Linked DNA regions of Oncorhynchus mykiss: region 2 is linked to region 1. Evidence: chromatin contacts called from public Hi-C data. All regions are on one chromosome and are shown on one strand. Each heading gives the region's core, a stretch centred on a gene start, on an enhancer-like site or on the middle of the called end of the contact. The rest is flanking DNA. Distances are from core to core; before and after follow the strand shown.

Region 1 (5,657 bases), core at 634-3,133:
ATCCAAACAGTACATCTCTCCACAATAGTGTAAAATCTTCATAAATGTGTTCAATTATAAACCTACTGATGTCTTGCCACAGTTTTCTTACATGCATACAATGCCAAAAAAGATGCACAACTGTTTCTGGGAGCAATTTGAGTTGATGTTTTCCTTAAACTTCTTCATATAGTGGTTGGCAGGATAATATTTATGAATAATTTTAAAGGAAACTTCCCTAATTTTGTTAACAAGTAGGTAGGTATGTGTGTGGCAACATCCAAACTTTTTTCCAACAGATATTATCAATAAATCCATTCCAATAAGGCATGACATAGGGTAGATACAACATCCTGCTGAAACAAGGATCGCAATCGCTCTGTTGTTGAATGGACCAACAGAGAAACAAATCTTTCCTACTGATGAGTCAACAGGGTCAATAGAAGGTAGGCTCTGAGGGTCAGGTCTTGACATGTTCCTGAATAACATAGCAACACCTGAGGGAATGGCATCTAAAACAATTGCAAAATCTTTAGGTGTTACAGGGACCTTGTAAAGTGATAAGAATTCTTTATAACTGAGTAAAAGACCCTCTGCATTTACCAGTTGGCTCACCAATAGGATATTATTTCGGAACTTATATTCTAAAAACAGAGAGGTATTTTTATACAATATATCCCGATTATTCCATATATAATATCTGTGTGGAGAAAAATTGTGTTTATAAATTAAGGACTATGACAAGAAAACCTGCCGATGAAAAGCAGAAAGTTTCACTGGAACTTTGTCAATATTATAATTGCAAAACAACATGAAGTTAAGGCCACCAAAAGTAGAGAAGACATGATGAGGAATAAAAAATAAAATATTTGAATAATTCAATGAATGTTTTGTGCTCAAAGTTGATGACTAAAGTGTTTTATTACATCTATATGTTGCCATATATGGAAATTGTCTTTCTGGGCAGGGCGTCAGTTAAACTGCAGTACCGAACCAAAACTGTAGGAGCAGTCGAAGCCGTGCTTCTTAGACATGAACTCTGGCCCGTTGATTTAAAAAAAGACAATCTGTGTCCTGAATTAGACAAGTGCCATGGCCGCCCAGCTATATGCCGTCCCAAGGTTTTTTCCCGGTATTCCTGGCTAGCTGAACTATGATTGTTTTCGTCCTCATTGCTAAACTTCATAGATACTGCACCCTCAACTTCAAAACTCCTTTGCTATTTATTAAACAATCATGTAACTAAGAACTTTGCTGGTAAGAAACTTGAAAATTATGTATTGTTGAATTATCATGACTAGTTCGAACTATCTGTTGTGTTGTAAGACAATAGTGGCGAAAGATATCATTTCTACTTAATGCAGATCCAAGTCCAGTTTTTGAGATCCACAGAGGGTGATGCAGGCAGCCCAGTACATCACTGGGGCCGAGCTACCTACCATCCAGGACCTCTATCCAGGCGGTGTCAGAGGAATGCCCGAAAATCTGCCAGGCTCCCATCGCCAAAGCCTTAGTATGTTCACTCTGCTACCGTCCGGCAAATGGTACCGTAGCATCGTCTCTCGGACCAACAGGCTCCGAGACAGCAATTTTAAGGCTTGGGGGTAGAAGCTAAGTAGCCAGATTGGTACCCAAACTAGCTACACTGACTCTCTTGCACTGATCCTTCGCACACTCACTATGTATACACACACTAGTACACGCTCACACTACATTGACACTCCCACACAAAAAAAACACACACTTGATCATTTGGATCATTTGCTGCTACTCGGTTGTTTATTTCACTCACATTATCTATCCTGATGCCTAGTCACTTTACCCTGCCTTCATGTACATACCCTATATATACACACAAACGTATGTGGACACCCCTTCCAGTTAGTGGATTCCGCTATTGCAGCGACCCCCGTTGCTGACAGGAGTATAAAATCGAACACGCAGCCATGCAATCTCCATTGCAAACATTGGCCTTACTGAAGAACTCAGTGACTTTCAAGCATGGCACCATCATAGGATGCCACCTGGTACTCCCTGTATATAGCTCCATTCTTGGTTATTTTATTCCTTGTGTTACTATTTTATTTGTATTATTAAACTCTGCATCTTTGGGAAGGGCCTGTAAGCAAGCATTTCACAGTAAGTCTACACCAGTTATATTCAGCTCATGTGACAAATAAAATAATACCCATAAAACCTAGCGGTCAAACACAAAAACGGTTCCAATCGGAGTTAACACTCATTTTAGAACCACTTCTCTCCCGGACAAGGTGACTTTTATATATGGCTCTACTTACTCTCAGATTATAAAAAAAGGTAATTAGCAGCAAAGTAGACATCACACAAGACTGCAAACTCCTGCATCATCTCTAGCCGACACCTTTGCTGTCAGCTATCTAGCTAATAGCTAACGTTACCTTGATCCAAAACTAAAGATATAGGACATTTTAATTTACTGTTCAATATTTTAAGCTAATATTTCTTAGCTTTTATGCAATTGGTTGTGTCTTGTACAAAATACTGTCCTAGTAGCAGCCAGATATTTACAATTTGCCACGAATACTAGGTTAGTTTTTGCATAGAAGCTAGCAAGCTACCTAGATGATATTAGCAACAACTTTATTTTACCAGATCCTCTATATTTAATATTTATAATTTCTGCCAACTATATACTATATGAAATCCATGTCAAGTCATGGAGTCGAATGCACTGCTGTATTAATTCAGAACTAATTTGCTGACATGTTCTGTTGCAGATTCAAAGCCAGATTAACTCATTGCAGATATTCATGAATAAATAAGCATAATGTATTTGACGAGAATGCACCTAGTCACCCAGCCATCAAGTCAAACTTCTTGTATAAACATCTGATTTGAGGTAAAGATTAAATTATTCATCAATGTCACAAACCTGTGACATCGAAAAGCACCATATAATCTATTATTACTATGCGAGAGCCAACATATTCTTCTGCTTTTCATTTTTAGGAATTAGACCACCACAAATAACACAATGTAAAACAGCATATTATGATTTTTGGTGGGTGAGTTACAAATGGACAAAACAACTGGATGCTTAAAGTAGGTTTAATTTTAAAAAGTACTAGATCAAATGAGAAAATCATCTAACATACTCAAAACATGGAAGCCATGCCTAAAGTAATGTCAACACTCATCTTCTCAATTTAACAGTTCCATGTTGCTGCTGTCAATTGTGAGAAGCACATTTACCACTACATTTAGTATGAACCACAGAATAAGCAGGACAGCATTCATTACACAGGTGAAAAAAAAAGCTTGCAAAACCAGTACACCACAACACTTAAATGTGTTAGAGTCTAGATGTTATCAAATGAGGGGGAAGAACAAGTGAAGGAACCAGTATAGGGAAAATGGGTGAAGGTAGGGTGGGTTTATTGAGAGAAGATGGAGCATTCCAAAGTGTCCGAAGTTGAGGGAACATAAAAGGCATAGTGTGGAATAAGGGGTAGCTAGAGGGATGGAATAAACATAAAAAAAGTGGTTGCTGCTGTGCTTTTTCACCCCTTGTAGGTCGTGGTCACAAATACCCGGCCCATGTCCAGTCACACGATCTCAGCACGTGTCCCTAAACATCATTCAGTCTCAGTTGCAGCATTCAAATCATGCTCATCGTGTGTCTGGATCACAACATTAAAGATGAGTTTAAAACAGCATTTTAACAAATTGATCCTTACACAATACAAATTAAGAATTAAGGACAGCATTTTGTTGATAACATGGTGATTTACACTATGTCTACTGTGTGTGAATGATGGAAGAATCTTACCCCAACCAACAGCTGTAGGTCCATTTGAGTGTGTGGTCACTTAGGCCGGCATATCAACCAGTACCGGGACCATTAGAGACTTGGGATGCTTTCTGCTTGAATGTCTTCGGGTCTGTGTCTATAAAGATTAACTACAAAATGGAGAAAGTTAGTCTGTGGCTTAGATTGAGTTTAAAGTTGACACAAATGGAAAACTACAACTACACATGTGAAAGACTGCACCACACAGGCCAGTACAATAGCCTACACATGGAGAAGATCTGAAGCTTTTGTTCCAGCCCATCTCATACATGATTACAAATCATAGCCTATCGCCGTGATTAATTATGTTGGTTATTTAAGTCAGGTGTTAGAGATGGGCAGGGACAAAACCCTTCATACACTCAATGACTGAAACAGACCAAAGCAAAATAATAGTGTTCCAGGTTGAAACAGTTTACCTAGTTAAGAGGTGATAAGACAGGCACACCCATTGGTTCTTGAATACAGAAGGTGCAACTAAGGTTTGCAATTTGGCATCAATAACGTAACAGTAATTGTACCTAAAAAAAAACGTGAATACCATTTAATTTAAAACCCACCATAGGAGGTAGGACTAAATAAGGTTACATAACCTTGCCTACTAGCTATACTGCTGGCCAGAGGGTAACAGAAAACAGATCAGTCTTCCCATAGTACAGTAAGCAAACTCTTGACTCAAGAGAGGATGCAAATCAGTTGATCTCTGAAACCTCTTAAAATGCCAGACCAAAATAATACAACTAGCTAAAGTAACTACAAGTCAAGTAGTACTTGAAATAGGCTACTTACCCATCACCCACATATACAAATGTAGCGTGGTTCGTTCTGCGTTGTGTACTTTTAATTAGGACGCTGCCACAACTGAAGGTCTGCTAGTGGACTTATTTTTATTTGCCCTGCACACGAAGAGACGACACACATTATGTTAACCCTTGGCGCAGTCCTAGCTCACCTTGCTAGCCGAATGACAGGCAAAAGACAACAGTAAAGGGGTACGGAAATACAGATAACCCGCGATGGGCAAAACCAAAATATACAAACTTTTACAATCACATGTATGTACAATATTAATATGAACAAGTGTTTGTACACCAAAGAAAAACATTAGCTATGCAGCTGTAATTAAATAAAAAAAATACACTGAATTATTATTATCAAATTATTAACATCCCCTCTTGACCTGGCCTATTTGAATTGGTCCTTGTGTGCAATTTGGTGCATAATCAAGAGGAACAACATCACACTGCTACACAAACATAAGAACATCTTGCTTCACCACCTAAGTTAACTCGCTAGCTGTCTAGCAAGCTAGATTGTTGGTTTGTGAAAGCCAAAGAAAGTTAATCGACACTGAACAAAAATATAAATGCAACAATTTCAAATATGTAATTTTTCATATAAGAAAATCAGTCAAATTGAAATACATTAGGCACTAATCTATGGATTTCACATGACTGGGAATACACATATGCATCTGTTGGTCACAGAATTTTTTTTTTTAAGGTAGAGGCATGGATCAGTAAATCAGTCCGAATCTGGTATGACTATATAATACGAGTCATACTACCAAACCTTGCTGTCCAATCGTTTCTTCACAATTTTTCCCATAGGGGATTTTAGAAACACTTAAAAAAAATAAGGGCTGTGTTTTGTCTAGGCATACCCAGACATGGCGTTTTGATAACCACCTAAATCTCTAGGACAAGGTGACTTTTATCAATATATTTGCCTGTATTTACACCACAAAAATGAAATGCTAATTAGCTGATGAAATGGCTGTCATAAAGAACTACACATGCCATGATCTGGGGGAGACAGCCGAATCGAGGCAAAGGTATGAATCTTTGGA
Region 2 (6,089 bases), core at 3,416-5,915, 78 kb after region 1:
AACCAGACTGCACAAATATGTTCTTAAAAATATATATATATTTATTACAGCTGCCAGGAGCAACACTCAGACATAATTTACAAATGAAGCATTTGTGTTTAGTTAGTCAGCCAGATCAGAAACAGTAGGGATGACCAGGGATGTTCTCTTGATATGTGCGAGGGAGTAAAAATTACATCATTTTCTTTAGGAATGTAGTGAAGTAATAGTAAAAGTTGTTAAAAATATAAATAGTGATGTAATGTACAGATACCCCAAAAAACAACTTAAGTAGTCATTTAAAGTATTTTTACACCACTGGTCAAACCCAGTGTCAAACCTGATGTCGCTTCCTTCCACTATATTTTTTTTATAATTTAGCAGACACTCTAATCCAGCGAGATTGAAAGGAACATTTAGGGTTAAGTGCCGTGTTCAAGGGAACAGGAACATGATTTTTTTAAATAGTCATTTTGGGGATTTAAACTAGCAACCATTTGGTTACCTGTCCAATGCACTTAACCGCTAGGCAACCTGCCCAATTAGTTTGTTGGTTGTATTTTTTTCTCTCTCTGAGATAACGAAATAGTCACAAAACATTATTTTAATGAATTAACATATTATGATTACCAATTAAATCAACGTATCTATCTATATAGCTACAATGAAAAGGCCAGGGAGTTTGGCTGTTTCACACCATGCATAAAACCCTCAAATTGTGTTGTTTTTTCCCGCCATCTAGTGGAATACTAGCGCCATAGATTGAACAGAAAAACATCCAAAACTTCAAATGTACATGTACATTCCCTGATATGATTGCAGTGTAATGAATGCACGAGTTCTAATCTAAAGTGACATGCTGTGTTGTTTTTACACTATTACACAGTTTTACTGCGAAGCAATGCAACCTCCGCAAAGTTTGGGCGGTGCGGATGTGGCGTGGGAGGCGGTGACAATGATAAACTTTTCCCAACTTTATGCAGCGACCGCTGGGGGATGTCCAATCATATCGAGTGGTTCCCATGACGAATTTGACGCTATGCGATCCAAGGCTGGAGACTTTCTTCTGCAAAGATGGCTGACAAAAATACTTGGTTGGAAGCAAATGTAAGTGATTATAACGAGATAACGAATCATGCAACAAAATGTTGACAGGAATATGTTAGTTAATGTAGAGACAAACGATTATATCATAAAGTTCATTTACGAAAATAGCGATTTAGCAAGCTAGCTGACTAGCTAACATTAGCCAGCTAGCTTTATGGGTGTTGTGACATGAGTATGAAATTGTAAGTCTGGTTGTTTCATGTTTTAGGGACTCCTGAAACAACCAGCAAATCAGGCTGTCGTCTTGTGAAACAGTGGGTGTAAAGAATCTAGCTAGCTAAAGCATTTACTGCAAATTGAATGTACACTTTTGTACGCTTCCCTTGCTGATATTTGCCATGCAATGCAGAGAGATGAATAACGTAACTAGCTAGCTATGTTCTTTGCTTATTGTGCAGTGGAGGATAAAAAATACCTGTATGGATGTGTAGCTAGCTATCTAGCCCCATCTGTGTATGGACCCAAACGTTTGGTATACAAATTAGTTCAGAACCTAGCTATGAATCTCAGCTATCATAGCCAGTTGTATCAACTTCAAAACAGTCTGAATTATATTAATGAAGCCTATGGATTGAGTAGAATATAACTTTGTGCTAAGGATGCAAGTTGTATAGACATTACCATGCATAAGATCCTCACATTGGAGCCTGTACATTTAATATATTCACTGATCATGTACTCTACCTTTGCAAATAAAGGGGCAGTTCAGGTATGAATGTCTGAGAATTTTTCAGTCATATCCAATACCAGGAGTATCAAAAGATCTTTGAAAGATGCTATATCTGCATGCATGTATTACAATTATACACTTCAACAGTGTTTACTAATCTTGGTCCTGGGACATCAATGGTTACACATTGTAACTAAGACTAGAAACAGGATTTAACTAGTTAAAGATTGATTTGTAATTCATATTTTTTTTTAAACAGTACACTACACTTCCTATGCATCATGTAAATACTCTAAAACTGGTTAATCTCAATATCTAATGCCTTTCATCTGCATTGACCTGATATACAGGATATAAATTAAATGAGACTTAATTTCAACCAGCAGAGAATGTGAAACACTTTATTGAAAGAAGTTAATTATCCAAGTGTTATAAATACATGCATTATAAATATAATTGTCATATTATAAATAAAAGTTCAATCTGTACTTCAATGCACATCTGTTGTGCATTATAAAAACAGGAAGAGAGGTGGTGAGAGGTGTAAAAGACAGAAAGGGAAAGAGGTAAGGCATAGGGGCAGGGAAGGCAGCATATGATTAATGAATCACAGTGCAACCCAAATATTCTCTCAGTTCATCACAATTACATAGTAGTGAAACTAGACAGTCCGAAGGTTATCTTAAAAGCGGGTGAGGTGGCAATGATGGGACTGGGGGTTGGCATCTCCCACGTCAAAACATATCTGCAGACTAGAGACAGATAGCATGTTTAAGCCTTGTTTTAATTTTTTATTCTAACCTTGTTAGTCATAATAATCAGGAGGTGAAATGCAAAACTGACCTTGGATCATTAACTCTGGGACTACTGCATCTATATCTGTATTTCAACATTAAGCATCTCTTTAATAATACTTCCTGTTGACCTGACTAAGTGACCTCATCTCTGATCATGCTGTGCCCTCCATGTAGCCAGTTCAGATGAGGGAGGGGTTCACCGACACAGCTGATAACCTAGAGGATTTAGGGAGAAGATGAGAGAGGGATGAAGTGAAGGAGAGAGACTTATTGAGAAATTAAGGTAGTTAAAGACAGTGTTCAACAGGAATCTGTGTGTGTGGCCTCACCTGGTGTCCACACCACACTAAGTGGCTGCAGAGTACGTTTGCTGAAAAACAAACAATATAGTGTAGTTATAGAAATAATGAAGTGTCTTACTGTTCTCCATGGTTGGCCCTCTTGCCTATTTTTGGAGGTGCAAGGAGCCACAGTTATACACCTGAGCCTGCTTACTGCACAACACAATCCATTAATCAGATTGATACGAGTGTGTGGGTTATAGGGTGTCTTTCAATATGGGTGATTTAAAATAGCCTGTTTTTGTACAGACATCACACCCTTACCTTAACAGCACCCTCACCTGAGAAGTAGAAATCAAAGGGAGAGAAACTGGGGAATTGAATAACTGCAGTTGACATGGAAGAATAGTAAATGGAAGAATATTCTTATTGCAATGTGAATGACTCTTAAGAACCTTTGTGCATCGTGTAGTCTATGGTATTGCCAGGGAACAGCACCCTCTTTGAAGAAGTAGGAGGTGAAGATCTCCCGCACAAGGATTGCCTCTTGCTGCATTGTTGGACCCCATCCTTGAAACATCCTGCAGAGCAGCAGACTTCTCCTCTGGCAGATGGCAGCGAGCTGCAGATCCCCTCCTGGTCCTCGTGTCCATCCTCATGAAGTTATGCAGGACACAGGTAGTCTTCACACACCTGAATTCCTCCAGGAGGCAGTACCAGATGGCCCTCCTGGTCACCCAACCTTGCAGTACCCTACACCTTAACTGTAGGCACTCATTTTGAAAAAATCTCCAGTTACAAGGTATCTGTAGGAATATGGAAGACAATGTAATTAGACTTTTACATCACCAGGTCATTGTGGATTACAAAAGTATAATATCCCTAATAAATTATGATAAGATTGGATTGATAGATACATGGGCACATGTGCATGTGACAATAACAGGATCATATCAAGGATAGCATCACAAATGAATACAGAAATACCACTTGAAGCTTGATGATAAGTTGATCGTTTGAATCAGCTGCGCAGTGTTAAGGCAAAAACAACAATGTGCACCCCTTTGAGTCCTCAGGACCAGGACTGAGAACCACTGCACTTCATATGTAGACATGCTTTCATAGCCCTCTTTATCTGAGGACAGAAAACATCACAAGAAACAGACTTCATTATAGTCAAATTACACCGCACTGAATATTATGTTACTATTATCTCCATCCTCACTTCTAGAGACAGGAACTACGCAAAAGTACCTGCCCTAACCAGAATAGCCTACTCACAGTTGGGGCTGCTATCCTATCACCCTCCTCCATGGCTGTTAGCTGGCTACCTACAAATTAATTTGGAGTTTGTTTTTTTACAGTGATAAATGCATCAAGATAGCTAGCTAATATGAAGTTAGGTAGATGGTGATATTTCATTCACTTAGCTAGATATCTATACAGTATGTGAAGTTAGCTCATTTAGCAGCTCATTTGAGTTAGCCTGCACTGTAGTTAGTTAGCTAATAATATATCGTTGTTTTTTTTACATTTTCGAAATGTATTTACTTACTTGAATAGGTTATCCCAGCCATGTGGACAATTGGAAACAGGGCAGCAAAGTTTGTTTGTCACCAGAGCGTTTTCGAGGATATTACTATTGAACTATGTACTAATTAATAACTAGACCTTCATACAAACTTGCTATGCTGAATTCTTGACGCACAATCGAACATGCTGCCAGCACGCCCACAAGCGAGTCACAATGGGCGGCCTAAGCGGCACCGCTATCTAATATACATTCACCGTAGGGCGGAGCGTTTGTATGGCGGAAGCACGTCTCTGATCTGAGCGCAGAAATCGAGGTACGCGTGTATGGCGGAAGTACGTCTCTGATCTGAGCGCAGATATCGAGGTGCGAGTTCATCTTTCATATGCTGTGTTTATCGGACCTCCTGGAGACAGACAGAGAGGCCCGGTCCAAGTCCTCAGACAAGGATTAGTTCAGATAGAACCACCGGATAACTAAAACTGTTTTTCAGTGCTTGCCACTGCCACAAAAGGCTTTAAGTTACTTCCACGGGTGTCGGGTGGGGATGTTGTTAGCCAGCTAGCTAGCTAGCCAGCCAGCTGTCTGAGTCAACCTGTATTGAGCGATTGAAAGCTTCGAAGAAGAGTCAACTTGCTTGCAAGCCAACTGACGAGAACCTGTATAGAACTTGGAAAGAATCAAATGTTCCTCAGCCCTCTCTTCGTGAATTCTCACTAGCCTGAAAGGTGAATGTTGCTTAGCAAAACATGCTACAAAGCTAGCTGGTAATAGCTAGTCATTGCTAACTGTTTGTGTTTTGGGGTGGCCCGTGCTTGTTAATTGTTACTTTGCGTTATTTATGTCCATTGTCTCACTTTTTAGTGGGTTTCGTTCGTTTGCTGGAGATGTATTTAGTCTTCTAAAATGCTGTCATGTAATAGGAAGCCTTGGTGGCTTTTTATGGCTTTCAGTTTATGCAGAAATACTGTAATGAACACAGTAGCTTGCTAGCTAGTTAAGTTAGCATTAGCTACCTGGCTATTGTGTTAATTGGTGTGTTAAGCAGCCTATAGAGCACCACAGTGGAGGTGTCATAATACCCATAAAACCTAGTAGTCCAACAGGGAAATGGTTCCAACCGTTTTTCCATCATTCATTTTTCCCATAGTTTTTTTTTTAGAAACACTTAAAATAAGGGCTGTGTTTCGTGTAGGCTTACCCTGGCATGACTTTTTGATAACCATGTAAATCTCTCTAGGACAAGGTGACTTTTGTCAGTATATCCTGCTCTATTTACTGATTCTAAAATGCTAATAAGCATCAAAGTAGACAAATGCAAAACTACAAATCCCTGCAAGCTCCTGCATGTCATCTCTAGTGGACACCTTTGCTACCAGGTATTGTGTCAATTTAAAACTTACACAAGACAGTTCACAGAATTGTCCATTTTAAATAAATGTAGCCCGTTTATTACATTTTGCTAACATTGGATTGTTAATGCAGAGATTCTTAACACCTTTGCCTCTGCAGTCTCGCCCAGAGACAAATGATATAATTTGTAGTTCTTTGTGATAGCCACATTAGCAGCTAATTAATTTAATTTAATAAGTCACTTTGTCCTAGAGATATTTACAGGGTTATCAAAACGTCATTCAATGTACATGAGAAACAGCACTTATTTTAAAGTTTTTCGAAAATCCCTTATGGGGGGAAGTGAATGGTGGAAAAAATGATTGACGCTA

The links. Hi-C and Micro-C count contacts between places; a contact is called where the count stands out from the background.
Region 2: a Hi-C map of liver shows a contact between it and region 1, with 6 times the contacts expected there. The contact joins the promoter of fbxo38 here to the enhancer-like site in region 1. A contact is called at or near these places in 2 of 3 Hi-C or Micro-C datasets (blood and liver).

What each region holds. Positions count from the first base shown.
Region 1 is chr14:3,376,873-3,382,529 of USDA_OmykA_1.1, forward strand. It overlaps LOC110488559 (a long non-coding RNA gene), which reads right to left and starts at 4,811. Exons shown (of 3, transcript XR_002468438.2): 1 at 4,598-4,811; 2 at 3,788-3,918; 3 at 3,062-3,638. Within about 2 kb of position 1,884, at least 8 of the 11 cell types and tissues checked have an H3K27ac peak or open chromatin away from gene starts, as enhancers often do. A contact at or near this core is called in liver, where this site is marked.
Region 2 is chr14:3,451,657-3,457,745 of USDA_OmykA_1.1, forward strand. fbxo38 (F-box only protein 38) reads left to right here and starts at 4,666. Exons shown (of 21, transcript XM_036942686.1): 1 at 4,666-5,093. LOC110488563 (a long non-coding RNA gene) reads right to left here and starts at 4,590. Exons shown (of 3, transcript XR_005035900.1): 1 at 4,390-4,590; 2 at 3,822-3,969; 3 at 2,144-3,640.